4 separate regions of the Mus musculus genome follow, and regions 2, 3 and 4 are each linked to region 1. A link is a contact called in public HiChIP or PLAC-seq and promoter capture Hi-C data. All regions are on one chromosome and are shown on one strand. The core of a region is the stretch at or near the end of the contact, and the rest is flanking DNA. Distances in the headings are between cores, read along the strand shown.

What was found. Promoter capture Hi-C pulls out the DNA fragments that hold promoters and counts their contacts. HiChIP or PLAC-seq counts read pairs in DNA pulled down with a chosen protein or histone mark.
Region 2: a contact with region 1 is called in a promoter capture Hi-C map of pre-B cells, with 8 times the contacts expected there. The contact joins the promoter of Thrsp here to the promoter of Myo7a in region 1. A contact is called at or near these places in 14 of 39 promoter capture datasets (the 3T3-L1 cell line, the HPC-7 cell line, HPC-7-derived erythroid cells and 8 more), 1 of 15 datasets of contacts at CTCF or cohesin (large pre-B cells), 22 of 484 Hi-C or Micro-C datasets (B cells, the Ba/F3 cell line, CD4 T cells and 11 more), 4 of 115 datasets of contacts at active chromatin or transcription factors (embryonic basal ganglia and embryonic stem cells) and 1 of 9 other capture datasets (embryonic stem cells).
Region 3: a contact with region 1 is called in an H3K4me3 HiChIP or PLAC-seq map of embryonic stem cells, with 4 times the contacts expected there. The contact joins the promoter of Ndufc2 here to the promoter of Myo7a in region 1. A contact is called at or near these places in 4 of 39 promoter capture datasets (the C10 cell line, embryonic stem cells, hippocampal neurons and 1 more) and 2 of 115 datasets of contacts at active chromatin or transcription factors (bone marrow-derived macrophages and embryonic stem cells).
Region 4: a promoter capture Hi-C map of embryonic stem cells shows a contact between it and region 1. The contact joins the promoter of Kctd14 here to the promoter of Myo7a in region 1. A contact is called at or near these places in 2 of 39 promoter capture datasets (embryonic stem cells and hippocampal neurons), 2 of 484 Hi-C or Micro-C datasets (the N1E-115 cell line and Sertoli cells) and 1 of 115 datasets of contacts at active chromatin or transcription factors (pancreatic cancer cells).

The regions. Positions count from the first base shown.
Region 1 is chr7:98,117,110-98,120,843 of GRCm38.p6, forward strand. Myo7a (myosin VIIA) reads right to left here and starts at 2,384. Exons shown (of 49, transcript NM_008663.2): 1 at 2,167-2,384; 2 at 607-666. The coding sequence starts at 624.
Region 2 is chr7:97,415,530-97,419,089 of GRCm38.p6, forward strand. It overlaps Thrsp (thyroid hormone responsive), which reads right to left and starts at 2,021. Exons shown (of 2, transcript NM_009381.3): 1 at 1,503-2,021. The coding sequence starts at 1,974. The coding sequence ends at 1,522. It overlaps Gm32945 (a long non-coding RNA gene), which reads left to right and starts at 3,124. Exons shown (of 3, transcript XR_378347.2): 1 at 3,124-3,560.
Region 3 is chr7:97,397,784-97,401,523 of GRCm38.p6, forward strand. Ndufc2 (NADH:ubiquinone oxidoreductase subunit C2) reads left to right here and starts at 2,220. Exons shown (of 3, transcript NM_024220.2): 1 at 2,220-2,574. The coding sequence starts at 2,406.
Region 4 is chr7:97,449,616-97,453,510 of GRCm38.p6, forward strand. Kctd14 (potassium channel tetramerisation domain containing 14) reads left to right here and starts at 1,719. Exons shown (of 3, transcript NM_001136235.1): 1 at 1,719-1,931; 2 at 3,697-3,847. The coding sequence starts at 1,870.

The sequences.
Region 1 (3,734 bases), core at 1,134-3,633:
AACAGGAAACTCGTGGCTGAGCCCCAGTAGCACCCGGCTTCTCAGCCCAAAGGCTCTGTGCCCGGCCCATCTGGCGCACTGCCTACATTCCTGGCTCCCACATTGGAGACCAAGAAGTTCATGAGTCTCAGGCTGATCACGGGGAAGGGCTGAGGGTCAGAGACCAGAATGGCTCTGGGGAGTAGGGGGCCTGGAAGGCTCAGCTGATGGGCAGCACCTGTGCCTCTTCCCTGGGGAGCTCCAGCTTGGGCCCTGTCACCCTGACTCACTTCTGCCCAGGTCCCCCCTAAGCAAACTTGCTAACTGCTTCCCCAAAGACCTTCTACACTGGGGCCGTTGCATGTGCTTCCTCTGTCTGGAATGTCTGGGACTGGGGGATGAATCATCACTCCTGCCCAGAGACACGTGTCAGCAACCAAAGAAGCCGTGGTGGCAGAGGTGGGAATTCTCACGGCTGGGTTCTGAAGACTAAGTAGGAGTTTGCCAAGAGGAAGAACTGGAATCCGTTTCCAATGGCTAAGCACATAGAGAGGAGGACATGCAGGGTGGGATGTGAGGTACCCAGCATGGCCCTCTGCAGCTCTGAGAGAGAGGAGACGCACTCACCTTCTGCAGAATAACCATGCTTCTACGTCAGCACACCTGCCGGAGTGACCAGACACAGCTCTGTGGGAAGAGACCATGGCACGCCCTGAGCCCAGGCAGCTTGGATCTGCAGGGCCACCTAGACTCCTCCCCAACCCCACCCCTACCCCTCCTCCCTCACGGAAATCTTTCTTGGTTTCCATCCTTCTGATTAAAGCTCAGTCTATGTGACCAGAGCCTCAGTTACCGTCACCACCTCCACTGCCCAAAGCTGCCCTCGTCATCCCAAAGGGCTTTGAAAGGAGTGTAGTCAGCCCTGTACCAGACATCAGCGTGAGGGGTGGGCTGTGCTGGGACAGGGACTAATGTCCTGAGGCTGCCCAAAGTTCAGAGAAGGACTATCTCTTACCCAAGGTCACACAGCAGGGCAGGGAAGACTTGGCACTAAGTAAGATTTGGACTCTGCTCCTGGTTCAGGACTGCTTTAGGAGTTTTAGGACACATGGCAGAATGATCTAACACCTGTTCGTGGCCCTCATCTCTTACCTCATCCAGCACAGAGCTGGACCCAGGAATAGGCTCGAGATGGATTTGCTGCCTCGAGTGTGGTCACCAGAAGCAGCCCCAGCCCATAGGTCTTGGTGTGAGGCCCCTCCATCCCTGCCTGGCCTGCCCCTCGAGTGAGCATTAAGTTTTCACAAGGGTCCATTCAGAGGCACTGGGACATCTGATCCTCTGCCCACGACACTGCCTGACACCTGAGCCCTGACCCCACGCCCTGGGTCTCTATGGGCATATGGTCCTTCGGGAGACCTACACCACGCTGGGGTCCTGGCAGGGGGATAATCCCAAAGGCAGCAGCAGTAGTTATGAGAGCTGGCGTCTGAAGAGGCTGCCTGGCCCCTGCCTCACTCATGCTGGTACAAGGCTGCAGGACAGACTGGGACTGTAGACTTGGAGGGTAGAGCTGAAGACCCATGGAAAAGCTCAGGTCTCTTCTACCCCATGCATGAGGCTCTACCTCTCCATCCCAGACTAGACTAGTGTGTAAGACTGTTGCTTTTCAAATTGAGAACAAAGAACCATAGTTTTTTGTTTTGTTTTGTTTTTTTCCCTAGACCCACAACTGATTTTACCTTGACCCCTGGGCAACCCCAGATGGTAACCTTCATGTTCTTGGGTCACGGATAGAGAATGTAAGGCACACAAAGAAGAAACAACGTGTGCAAGGAGAGATAGATTATCAGGGAGATGACCAAAAGACCAAGCAGAGAGAGGCATCCACACTTGCCCCCCCAGCCTCCACTCCCATCTTTCACCCCTGCCTCTGGATACCCCTGACCCAGCTCCAACCCGGAAACAACTCCACAGGCCCTGTGCTCTTCAGCTATTCCCTCATCTAGGGCATAAGCCTCCATGTGCACGGCTCGGGGCATTTTCTTTCCATGCCTATGGTGGCAAGGCCCCTGTAGGTTCAGGGGAGTCCAGTCCCAGGAACCTAAGGGCAGAGGCTCCAGAGGAGGCCCCAGCCTGTAACTCCTCCCCAGTCCAAAAGTTCCAGCCAGGGCAGCCCATCCTTACCTGGGTTTTATCCACACCCTCCGAGTCACCACCTCCCAGCCAGGAGCCAGGGGTCACAGGTCAGGAGGACTCTGGAAGCTGAGGCTGGAGCCTGCAAATTTTCAGCTCCAGCTTGAGCCTTGATCTGCTGCTGCTGTGGGCTTCCCTTGGGCTACTCTGTTTCTTGTCTCCCTGGGTCACTCTTTCTTTCTGTTCAGGGCAGCTGTCCAGCCTGCACTGCCACCCGCCCTCTCCCTCCAAAGCCTTCTCCCAGGAGGCGGAGCCCTGGGGGCCTCGAAGGTCTGGATGTGGTGACATCAGCATGAGGGGCGGGCTGTGCTGGGGCTGCTGACTAACGTCTAGAGGTTGCCCAAGGTGCTGTGTAAAGCTAACCAGCAGGGATGCAAGGCATAGAAGCTCCAGGGGGCACTGCTGGCCAGTGGGAACCTCGGGCCTGGGGCCAACCATCAGGACCTCAGGGTCTCTTGTCACATGTGTTACTACCTGCCATCTCTGCATGGTTAGGACACCTGATCACGTCCCATCTTCCTCATGATTTTGCTGGGTCTCAGTTCCCAGTAGCCTCCCCTGCTCACCCAGCTTCCCTCGTCAGGGCACTACTAGAGACCATATAAATGAGCAGGCTTGGCAATACCTGGAGCCTTGGCTGGACACAACATCCAAACCAGGACTCCCCAAGATGCACCCCACCCCCAGGCTCTACAACTGGCCCCCACAGCCTGTCCTAGGAGTCTTGAGTGTGCTGTTATCCAGACAGTTTGCAAAGCCACCTGAGTAGGAGCCACCTCACGCAGGACAGACTTACCCGGTGTGTGTGTGTGTGTGTGTGTGTGTGTGTGTGTGTGTGTGTGTGTGTGATTTAAATGTGTGATTTAAAAAAGGGAGTGGGTGGGAATGAACAGGACACAAATACTCATCATGGTAGATGAGGAAGGAGGCTGAAGGACTCCTCTTCCTCTTCCTCCTCCTCCTCCTCCTCCTCCTCCTCCTGAGACCTGGCCCCTTCTTCTGCCCACACTTGCCAGCTGGGACATCTACTCAGGAAAGCTGCTTTTCGGTGGGGGTGGGTGGGTTAAGGTGGGGAGGGGAATAGGGTGGGGTGGAATCTATAGTGGTATGGAGTGGGGAGAATCAATGGTGCAATGGTGCCACCTGCTGGGCACAGCCAACTGCTACAAGACTAAGGAAAAGCCGGTCAACTTCCTCATACCAGGGTGCCACAGTGAGACCAGGGTCCAAGGTTGACTTGCACCCAACGCAGCCTTCACCTACGAAACTGATACTTATGAGTCAGGTGAGTAGCATGAGCCTACACAGAGTGGGAGAGACACAGGTTGGAGCATCCAGAGCCCAATCGACAAGGCGGCAACTGGGGCAGGTGTGCTTCGTTGAGGCTGAGGTGCATGCTGGGAAGGCAGTGGGTGGGTGAGAAAGTGGTCTCAGAACCATAACGGAGACATTTCCTCAGCACCCAAACTCGGCTAAGCAGGTCACCCGATCGGAGAAACCTAGAAATCCATGCTTGTTTTCCCCAAAACAAACCACCTGAGATGGTGTGTGTCCTTACC
Region 2 (3,560 bases), core at 771-3,270, 700 kb before region 1:
TAGGAGGGACCCATAGTCTAGGCCCTTCTCCGACAATGTGCTGCTCTATACCATGACCTGTTTGCTTGCTGTTTATTTTCATTTCACAATCACAGCCTCTATGCACGGGCACATGGGCTCAGGAATTCCCAAAAGACATGATTCCACACCCACATGTGACTGGAATAATTCAAATATCAAAATAGTTGCTGTTTGTCCTGTTGCAACCTAGAAACGGTGGAGCTCACCTACATGCCCCTATGTGATAACGTGCGATAACATGTGATAACGTGTGATAACATGAGATAACGTGCGATAACGTGTGAATACATGTGATAACGTGCGATTACATACCCTGTGTTGTTGAGAGGGCACGAGCACATACACACAGAATTCATAGTGCACATCTACACAAATACATCTCCCTTGGTAAGGTTCTTCACTTGCAAAACACAAGCAACAAACCTCATCTTTGGCAGTCAGGCACAGTGATATCTGCAATCCCAGAATTTGGGAGACATGCAGGAGCCTCCCGAGTTGGAGACCTACTTGGACAATTAGTGAGACTCCATTTCCAAAACATAAATAACCAAAATCTAAAAAAGCTCTCATCTTTGTAGGTTTATTCAGAACTTTTGCAGCAACTGAGGCAATGCTGGCATTTAGTGTGCAAAGGAGATCTATGGCAGCAGTGGCCTTAAGGTTTGGGAGTGGCGCATGCCCTGGAGTTAGAGTGTATGTATCTCAACTCTGGGGACAGCCCATGCTATAATCAGATTTTTTTTTTTAAGTTAACATAAAAGCTGGGCATGGTGTGCATGTCTTTAATGCTGGTACTCTGGAACCTGAGGCAGAAGAATCTCTACGTTTCCAGGTCAGGCAGGGCTTTATAGAGAGACCCTATTAAAAAATAAAAAGGAGAAAGGAAGCCGGGGAAGAGTAGCTATGACTGAGTCTGGGGTGGTGAGATAGCTCAGCAGGTGGAGTTCATCTTCCCGAGCCTGGAGATCTGCGCTTCATCCCTGGAACCCACATTAAAGCCAGAGGGAGAGAACTGACCCCACAGATCCATCCTCTGACCTCTGCAGACACCCCAGAGCACGCCATGTATGCCCCAAATGGCTCAGCAGATGAAGATGCCTGCCAGCAAGTCTGATGATCAGAGTTCAACCCCTCAGACCCATATGTTGTCTGTCCTCTGACCTCCACATACATGCACCCCCACTCCAAACACACACACACACACACACACACACACACACACACACACACACACACACACTCAGGAGGGATGTGTTCAGAGACTACAGTTCTGTCCTCTGTAGGAGGTCACGGTCATTTCTTCTCAATACTGGGTGAGAAGGCTGAGAAGTTAGGCTCAGTTCTGGGCCTTCCCAAGTGATAGTCCCAATACCCTGATGTGAGGGCTCACTTGGCCTCCTTCTACTAAGCTAAACCGCCATTTATCTCCTCCCTCAGAACACCCTTTATGGAGTATAACCCACTAGCACGGCCACCATTACCTTCAGAAGAGTCAAAGACCTACAGAACCTGCCCTGTCATTTCCTGGTATTTCCGCGTCACCTCCTGTGCTTTCCGGGTCAGGTGGGTAAGGATGTGATGGAGGCTGCAGAAGTGCAGGTGGAACTGGGCTTCTAGGTCCAGCTCCTCCGAGATCCTGTCTTCTTCGGCCTCCTCCGTTTCAGCAGCGTCGTTCTCAGCCTCGCTGGTTTCGTTGCCAGCCACCTTGGCCTGCCATTCCTCCCTTGGCAGCAGCCCGTGGTCCACTTCTACACAGATGCTCTTGAGCATGGTGAAGTAGGTATAGAGATCAGGGGCTCCGTCCTGGACCGAGCCCCCAGGCCCACTCAGCTGCACATCCCTCAGAAGGCTGGGGATCATCACCACCTGCTCCATGTTCCGCACCACCGCGGAGTACCGATCCATGACTGTCAGCAGGCAGTTCTTGGGATAGCGTTTCGTTAGCACTTGCATGGTTGCTTCCTTCCTCAGAGTCCGGCAGACTGCCCCAGCGCTATTTCTAGGCTTTTGAGCAGACAGCAAATTGACAGGATGCCAAAGCCCAACCATTGGAGCAACACAGCCCTGTTTTGAGCCAATCCCAGCGTTTGGTCCCCAGTGTCTGTATCAGGTGATCCATCTACCCAGGGACAAACCTGCCAGGCTTCTGCTTGTCATGACTGCTTCAGCAGGAGGCCAACTCTTCCTTCAGCAGCTCGCCCAGCCAGCTAGAGGAAAGCTGTGTCCCCTTGGCACCTAGTACACTTGACTGCAGGCAATCAATAGTTCTTTTAGGTTACCCGAAATCACATTACCTCGATGCTGCCTGCTTCCCTCCTAACGCACACAGCTCACTTCTTCAATCTGGGTACCTGGCTGTGAAATGAACAGAGGAACAGTATCCTGAACTGGAACAGCTCTGTACAGGACAAAGAGCCCCGAAGCCAGGGCTGGAAGTCCAGTCATAATGGGTATTGTCATGTTCAAGTCCCAACAGTCCTTTTTACAGGAGTACCTTTCCATCAAGCAATCTGAGAACAGAACTGTTGGCGGGACACAGTAGCCTAGGATAACCTATAACAGCCAGTAAAGACTTGGCATCAAATTGTTTCCTAAATTAAATTGGAAAAGAGCATTCAAAATGGACTATTCAAAATCGATATGTTAAAGAATCTTCCAGCTGTGATGCCAACACACTCAGGAGGCTGAGGCAGTGGGACTACCACCATTTGGAGGCCAACCTGGTCTTCATAATGAGTTCCAAGCCAGCCTAGGTTACAAAGTAAAATGTCTCAGAGAAAACCAAAACTAAAACCAAAATCAATTAAGGCGCCAGAAGATGTAGCTCAGTGGTGGGTGGGATTCACAACATGTAAGGGGCTCTGTACTTGATCTCATCAAAATAAATAGATAAATAAATAAATAAATAAATAAATAAATAAATAAGGTTTTTGGCTGGTTGTTTTTTTAAATATCTTATTTTATATATGTGAATGTTTTGCCTGTCTGTATGTCTGTGCACCTCGTGTGCCTGGTGCCTGCAGAGATCAGGAAAGGGGAAGGGAGTTTACAGATGTTTCAAGATACCATGTGGGTGCAGGTCCTATGAGAGAGCAAAAAGTGCCCTTTTAATTGGTGTTCTATTGATCCATTGCTAGCCCTGTATCATGGTTTCTTACATTTTCTGGGGAGAGATTCTTCCAGGGCTGACTCTGCGCAGTGCATCCAGCCCAAGGCCATGAGGCAGGAGGATGCCACTCACAAACCGAGAGGTTTGGAAATCTCCAGAGGAAGTCCTTTCCAGCCCTGGTTATGTAACTCCCTTTGAATCCACACTCAAGCCCCTAAGGGCATTACTCTCTGCCTTAGTGCCCAAGCCTAGGGCCACCAAGTGAGAACTGGCAAACAAAGTGTTCTGCTGCGGTCAGGTCTGGGAGGGCTGACTCCAGCGTGCCATGGACAATAGCCAGAAAGGCCCCGGAGCCTCTGCAACAGCTGCCTGCTGCCTCTGACCCAGAGGCCAGGTCACTCCTGGGCCTCTTCTGCTGCAGTCAGAAAAC
Region 3 (3,740 bases), core at 970-3,469, 720 kb before region 1:
CGGAAGAGCAGCCAGTGCTCTAACCTGCTGAGCCATCTCACCAGCCCCAGAAAACACTCTTAACTAACCACTGAGCCATCTCTCCAACCCTCAAGACTTTTTTTTTTTTATGCAGAAAGGGTTTTCCCATGCTATATTTTTATTGTTGTTGTTCAATTTGCTTTGTTTTGTTGAGATGAGGGCAGAACACAGGGCCTAGTGCACAAGGCAAACACTCTATCACTATGCCACATCCCTGACCCTCGTTTGTTTTTTTTTTTTTTGTTTTATTTTATTGGAAATGGGGTCTCACTCTGTAGGCAAAGCTGATCTCAATGTTTGGAACTCCTGTTTTCTTAGCCCCTAAGTGTTGGGATTACAAGTGTGAGCCAACACACCCTGCAGTGTTATACTGTTCTATAGGACAGAAGATAAGATGTATAATTGCTGGGCCCTAAGTTGTGAGCATTCAAATTATTTGGTGCACTTCATGAAAATCCTAATGTATGCTTTCTCAAATAATTTTTACTTGAAAATGTTTTACTTAAAATATTTGGCTTAAAAGAGTCCTCTCAATGGGAGAAGACACCCTTGGTCCCCTAAAGGCTAGATGCCCCAGTGTAGGGGAATTAAAGGGCAGGGAGGTAGGAGTGGGTGGGTGGGTGGGTGGGGGCATACCCTCATAGAAGCAGGAGGAGGGGGGATAGGATAGGGAGCTTGGGGGGCAGATCGGGAAAGAAGATAACATTTGAAATGTAAATAAATAAAATATCCAATAGAAAAAGAAAAGTAAAGAAAAGAAAAGTAAAGTAAAGAGTCCTCTTGGTGGAGTGGAGGTAACTAGAGTGGTATAGGACTATATTCCCAGCACTGGGAGTGGGGGTGGGGTGGGGTGCAGGACACTTACCATTAGTTTGAAGCTATCTTGGACTAAGTAGCAAATTTCAGGTCAGTTAGTGCTACACAGAGATATGGAAAGACCCCACCCCAGCCTTTGTTAGGCAGAAGGTAGAGGTGAGCAGTGGAGGTGTGGAGTCTCACTCTCACGGCGGGGCACTAAAGGAGACTCTGGCCCTGGTTCTTATAAATTCCCTTCCTCCTTCCAAGAAAGGATAATTAGCTAGTGGGCTCTGATAATTACCTGATGAAAAACCTTGAGCAAATCTCAAAAAGAAATAAATAACTTCCAGTTCAGACCAGTGTTGGACAAAGATACAGGGAAAAGAAAACCATTTCAACTTGCTAATTACATGGTAAAGTTAGGTAGATTCCCAGACCGTATAAATAGTCTCCCTTTCTCTTACTCAACCCCGGTCTGCGCAAGCTGATGCAACTGTATTGCTTTTATGTATTGTCTGTCTGTTTCATCTATTTTAGGCAGGGACTTGTGTACCCAAGAATGACATACTGCTTGCCAACTGCTAGGATTACAGGCACCACTACGATTTTAAGAGAGATTTGCTCACATGCTCCATTGCTTTTATCTGTGTGTCTCACTGGATTTTCCTCAAAGAGTACAAGTATTGAGGAATATCCCCGCACTCGACTCTTAGCTGGTATTTAGTACTCCTGTCTTAGAAGCATATACATTTTCAGTATCAGGAAGGGCTTTCCAAAGGGAGATGTTCAAGTACGGAAAGTCCTTTATTTTAGGTGAGCGGAAAGAGACTAGGCAATCGCTTGATAGAACTTTAGGAATTCCTTCTTTCACTCCTTAATCCGTTGGGGAACACTTCTCTCAGCCACGTACATAGACCTGAAGGCCTAGGGGGAACCATTTTAGCAGACTATCGCCAGAACTGAATCTCAAGGTTAGGGTAAATGATTCGCTCCTGACCTCCGAATACCCTGGTGCTGACCTTACCTTCATTTTAGGCTTTGGGGGTGGGGGAAGTAACTGCAAACGAACTGCTGGAACCCCAGAAAGCTTGCTTTTATAGGCTTTAGATAAATGAACTAGCCATTATGACCACTTGTAGATGTTGATTTTTGGATGCTAAGATAATGTTTTCTGAAGAGCCATAGGCCTGGGGGCAAGTAAGTGAGAGACAATTTCGATTGTGGTAACTGGACTACATACATACATACATACATACATACATACATACATACCAATGTTTCCTAGCCTTTGCCCACTGTGGGTTATTTATTATAACCCCCCCCCACACACACACACACACACACACACACACTACAATGTCAGCGCAAGCCTTCACGCGTTGTGGGCCACTTAGAAGCCCGGAACCTCGCGTGCAGAGGTTGCTAAGGCTGAGCGCACAGGGAAGCTTTTGGGTGCTGCACCGCCGTACGCAATGCCCTTCAGCCTAGAGCGCGGAGGAGGACGGTAGCTCGGTCACGGCGTTTGGAGTCGTTGTTTTTCCTATAGTTGGAGTCGAGGTCAAACCTCTCGTGGAACCTGCCTCAAGATGATGAACGGCCGGCCGGGCCATGAGCCCTTAAAATTCTTGCCGGACGAGGCCCGGAGCCTGCCCCCGCCCAAGCTGAACGACCCGCGGCTTGTCTACATGGGCTTGTTGGGCTACTGCACGGGCCTGATGGACAACATGCTGCGGATGCGACCGGTGATGAGAGCAGGTGAGGGCTGCGGGCGATCCCGCTCGGACGAGGAGCTGCAGGGTTGCCCGCTGAGGTCATCTGTGCTCTACGAGGCCTTCCTGCCTAGCTGGGGGCGCCTGGCTCTCCCAGGGCGTGCATCCCCTCTCGGGTTCTCAGCGCCAAGAGTAGCCACATTGAAGAAAACCAAGTGCAGTGCAATGGGGACTTCTAAACCCCACGGTTAAGTCTGCGAAGGACTCAAGAAGGGCTCCTCACAGTTCGCGTTGTACTTCGTGCTAAACGGTTGCCCAGCCCATTTCTCTCAGACGTGAGAAAGTATTGTACTGACGAGAGCACGAGACCCAAGCAGAGTTAAAGCACCTTGCCCACGGTCTAGTTAAAGAGAGGAGCTTGTGTTGTGTTGGTGTGTGCTTAGAACCAGAGCTTCTCAGAGTTGGAGTGCATAGAAATAATATACAGTTAAAATATTGGTTTGATTCATAAGGTCTGGGGAGAGGACTAATGTGGACAAAACTCCAGACGCTACTACTGCCCTTATTCTGGAATAGGAGACTGTCAATAAACTAGCAAGCTGTATATTCTAGTTTGTCACTGGCTTCTGGTCACGATTGAGAATAGCTTAGCTTACACAATGTAGCTGTGCTAAGAACTGTAGAATTCCAAAGATACATGTAGAAGCAAACTAACTGTCTTTGTTATAGTTATTCTTTATATGGGGGGGGGGGTAGAGGGGAGATAACAACCTGAATTAGTTCTCTCTCCAATACCGTGTCAGCCCTGGGGATTGAACTCCCCAAGTCAGACTTGGTGGCAAATGTCTTTATCATGTCACTAGATGTGAACTTAACTTTGAATATCAAGCAAGAGTTAAAAGAACTTCGTATGTCTGGGGGTGGGGGTGGGGTGTGCAAGGCGTTCTGAAAGTGGGTGAATTTGATTACTTAGCTGCAAGATTACAGTGATAAGGCTGCAGAGGCTATCAGACGAGGGCAGTTTATTCTCTGGGTGGGGAAGACATGAAAACTTTTGAGAACTGAGGAAGTTCAGTGGTGAGGGTCAGTTTTGTCAGCAATCTAAACCATCAGTTGGCGCCAAGGACCACAGCACAAGAATGCTAATGAAATGGTTCCAGCCACTAGGACTCATCCCAGCTAATCGTCTGTGTTAGACATGAAGGTCAGCAT
Region 4 (3,895 bases), core at 469-2,968, 670 kb before region 1:
GAGAGTTGGGCATATTCTATCTCTGACTCATTCTGTCAAATCTTTTTCTGATTTGTCACTTTGTCTGCCCCTAATTAGTCACATCCAAACATGGCTACTTCCTTCTACGAACTAACTTTACCTTCATTGTTTGGAATTCAAGGTGTGTACTAAGGTCATGTCTGTATTCCAGCCAGAGACGGTAAAGGCGTACTATTCCAGCTGGATCCCACAGGCCTAGAATGTCTTTGGATGAGATCCCTTTACCAGAGTAGCCATGTTGCTGGATTAAAATTCCTCTACACACCCCAGGACCACCTGCCCAGGGATGGTACAGCCCATAGTGGGCTGAGTTCTTCCACATCACTCATCAATAAAGAAAATCCCAGCAGGGCAGTGGTGTCGCACGCCTTTAATCCTAGCACTTGGGAGGCAGAGGCAGGCGGATTTCTGAGTTCAAGGCCAGCCTGGTCTACAGAGTGAATTCCCAGACAGCCAGGGCTACACAGAGAATGCCGATAAATGCAGATACAAACTTGCACGAGGATGGTTTGCTATACTCGTTATGGTTTTCACCAGCAGATCCCCACTACATGACTGCTGTAATACTATTCTATTTTTCTTTTTATTATTTTTAACTGTGCGTGTTTATGGAGCAGCATGTATATGTGTATGTACATGTGCATGTGTATGTATGTGTGTAGAGGCTAGAAGACAACTCAGGTGTCATCCTGTCTGTCTTTACACAGGGTCTCTTCTTGGTCTGGAGTTCATCAATTAGACTAGACTGGCAGGCAGGCAGGCCCCAGGGATCCTTCTGTATCTATTTCCCCAGCTCTGGGATTACAAATTGTACCACTATACTGAGTTGTTGATTTTGGCTTTTGCTGTCTTGTATTGTCTTGTTTGTTTATTGTTTGCTTGTTTGGTTTTGTTTTGTTTCTGTTTTTCTTTTGAGATAGGATCTGGCTGGCCTGGAACTCGTTATGCAGAATAGGCTGGCTTCTGTCTCATAGGGATCCCCTGCCTCTACCTCCTTGGTGTTGGGATTAAAGGCATGCACCACCACACTCAGCCATAGTGAGTATTTTTAATGGCTCTACTGAGACACCTCTCCAGGCTTACTTTTTTCTTGTCTCTTTCTTCTCGTGTTGTTGGGAACAAGCAAAAGAAATTTATTTTAAGTACTACCATTTCACTTTCAGACTCTTTTAATCAAAGGGAGAAAAATAAATTCAAGGTCCCAGGCCTTAGGGCAGCTGGGGACTTCCCAATGGCTGAACATCTTCTGTTATACACAGTTGTCTGAGTCCACACATCTCAGGGACAACCTGTCCATCTTGCTGGCAGGTCAAACAAGTTCATGCTCCCAGGCCTAGGAATGAACACCTATCCCACTTCTGTTTTCTCAATTGTCTATTACCTGGTAAAGAATACAGAAAGTGCATACATTCTATAACTGCATAAACAATTGCCTGTTCTGCCCTAATTGACTACGTGCAGCCAAGCAGCTCCTTTTCCCTTATCAGTCTGGGCTCCGGACCTAATGTTTAGGAGAGTGAATCAAGGACCTTGAAGCCAGGTGCTTGGATGCAGCCCAGTCTCTGATGGCTACTCCCTTGTTTAACCCACAATGTCACACACAACTAGATAACACTGCACCCCCCCCCAGCCCCCATTTGCTTTGTGTTCCCATCCTTTAAAGATGGTGTACAATCCCTCTTCTCAGACATGTTTCAGATCCAGAACTGGCCACCTCCTTGAGTGCTCAGAAAACAAAGCTTTCATTTTTAAGCTTCCATATCTGAAATGAGTTTTCTCAACTTTTACCCTGAACCCAACAGTGTATCCCAAGCTGGCCTAAAATTTGCTATGTAGCCAAGAATAAGGATGATGTTGAACTCTGACTATCTTCTCTTCCTGCCTCTACCTCCCAAGTGCTGGAATTACAGGTATGTGTGCATGTGGGGTGTGCATGTGCCTGTGGGTGGGTGGATGGGGCTAAAAGAGGGCATCAGCTTCCCTGGAGCTGGAGTTAGCAGGTAGTTGTGAAGATCCTGATGTGAGCGCTGGGAACCAGACTCTCCTCCTCTGAAAGAGCAGCAAGCACTCTTAACTGCTGAGCCATATCTCCAGCCCCCATCTCTCTTTTTAACACATAACATTGCATGGCACAGACAGACTGTGATTTAGTCAACTGTTAACTATCTAATTTTGCTAACACAAACAGATCAGTGGCAAATACATTCACCCACATACCCTTCAGAACGGTGCTTTTTGTTATCTCTGTCGGATGGAGTCCCAAAAGTAGGGTTCTTTCCCCCACCCCTTTGGTAGAGATGGCCAATTAATGTCTAAAGGTCACAGCAGTTCATATTCCAATCAGCAAGGTTTGAGCACCTGTTTTCCTTCATCCCCACAAGTTCAGGCATTTTGTTCTTCTATTTTCCAATTTTCTTGCCTAAGAATAGTATACATATACACCGTTGCTCCTTCAAGGGCGTTTCCTGAGTTCCTTCTCAACTGCACTTATGATTTATTTCGGCTACTTGAGCTTTTCATTTTTGTGGGTCTATTTGACTTTTAAAAATCTCCGTGGTCTTTTTAAAAATTCGTACGTCCTTGTTCTTTACTCATGTCTAAGTCACTCTTTGGTTTTTGTTTTGTAGCTGTGTGGATGGGACTCCGGGCCTGGTGCACGCTAGGCAAGCGCTCCACCACTTAGCCGTGCCTGCAGCCCAGTGTGCTCAGGTTTTAGATGCTTGCTTTTATTTGTTTAATGACATTAAGTAAGCTCCCACTGTATCCCAACAGTCTCAGCACTAAGGGGCCCCCACAGGTTTCTGTTGACTTTTCCCCCTCTGCCTTGTTTCCTTTTGTGCTTTGTGGTTTTGAGCTGTGGGTTTGTTTGATGAACTGCTTGCTATCTGTGTACATTCTTTGAAACTTGGTTTAATTATACTTCCATTCAGGGAAGGTTTTGTTGTCCCCTTCTTTCCTTCCTTTCCTCTTTCCTAGTGGGGTGCCTGTATGTGTGTGTTTTGCTGGGGGTCAAACCCAGATGTCATACATCCTAAGGGAGTGTGCTACCACTGAGCTATAGCTCTGCTTCAGTTTTTATTTTTCTTTGCCAAGTATTAATTTGACTACCTAGTCAGTTTCATTTTTGTTAAATTTCTGGTGGTCGTCCCTGCTGCTGACCACACTGAGCCATAGATCCATCGGGGTTCTCCCCTGTAGCGTAAGTATTTTTAAAGAAGTCTTTTCTAGCACAGAACTAAGGAATAAAACAGACAAGTTTCACAACATCTATCTTTGAGTGGCAGATGGTTTTCTTCCAATTTACTATTTTATAGTCTCTGGTCTGACATCCTACCCTCAGAGAGCCCCAGGATTCGTCTCCTAGTTCCCCGTTTCTGAGAAATTACAGGTTACTTGAAGTTGATGGCTGCCCAAAGAACCAATGGGGTCCGTGCTGGATGTCTCAGAACATGTCCTTAAGTCTTTAATCCAGCTAAATGAGCACTAACTAGAAGAGTTTTACCAAAGAGGCCAAGTGGGAGGTACAGACTTAGAGTTCCTCAGGGGCGGGGTGTCAGGAACCTCTCCGGCTGGTAAGTTATCTACACGTGGCAGGACTGTTCCCTGCCCATAAGTTATCCACTCAAGACAGCGTTGTGTACCCAACGAGAGCTGAGAGCCGTCTTTTCCTGCCAGGATGAGCCTGCCCGCAAACCAGATCAAGGAGCCCGGCAAGCAGTCTCAGCCCGCAAAATCGCTCAAGGAACCCAGTCAGGAGGCTCTGCCTGTAAACCTACTCAAGGAGTCCAGCCAGGAGTCCCGGATCCTGTGCCCTGACCCGGCCATCGTAAGTGCACCCCTGCGTGGCCGCTGCTCTGGTTGTCCTGAACACCCC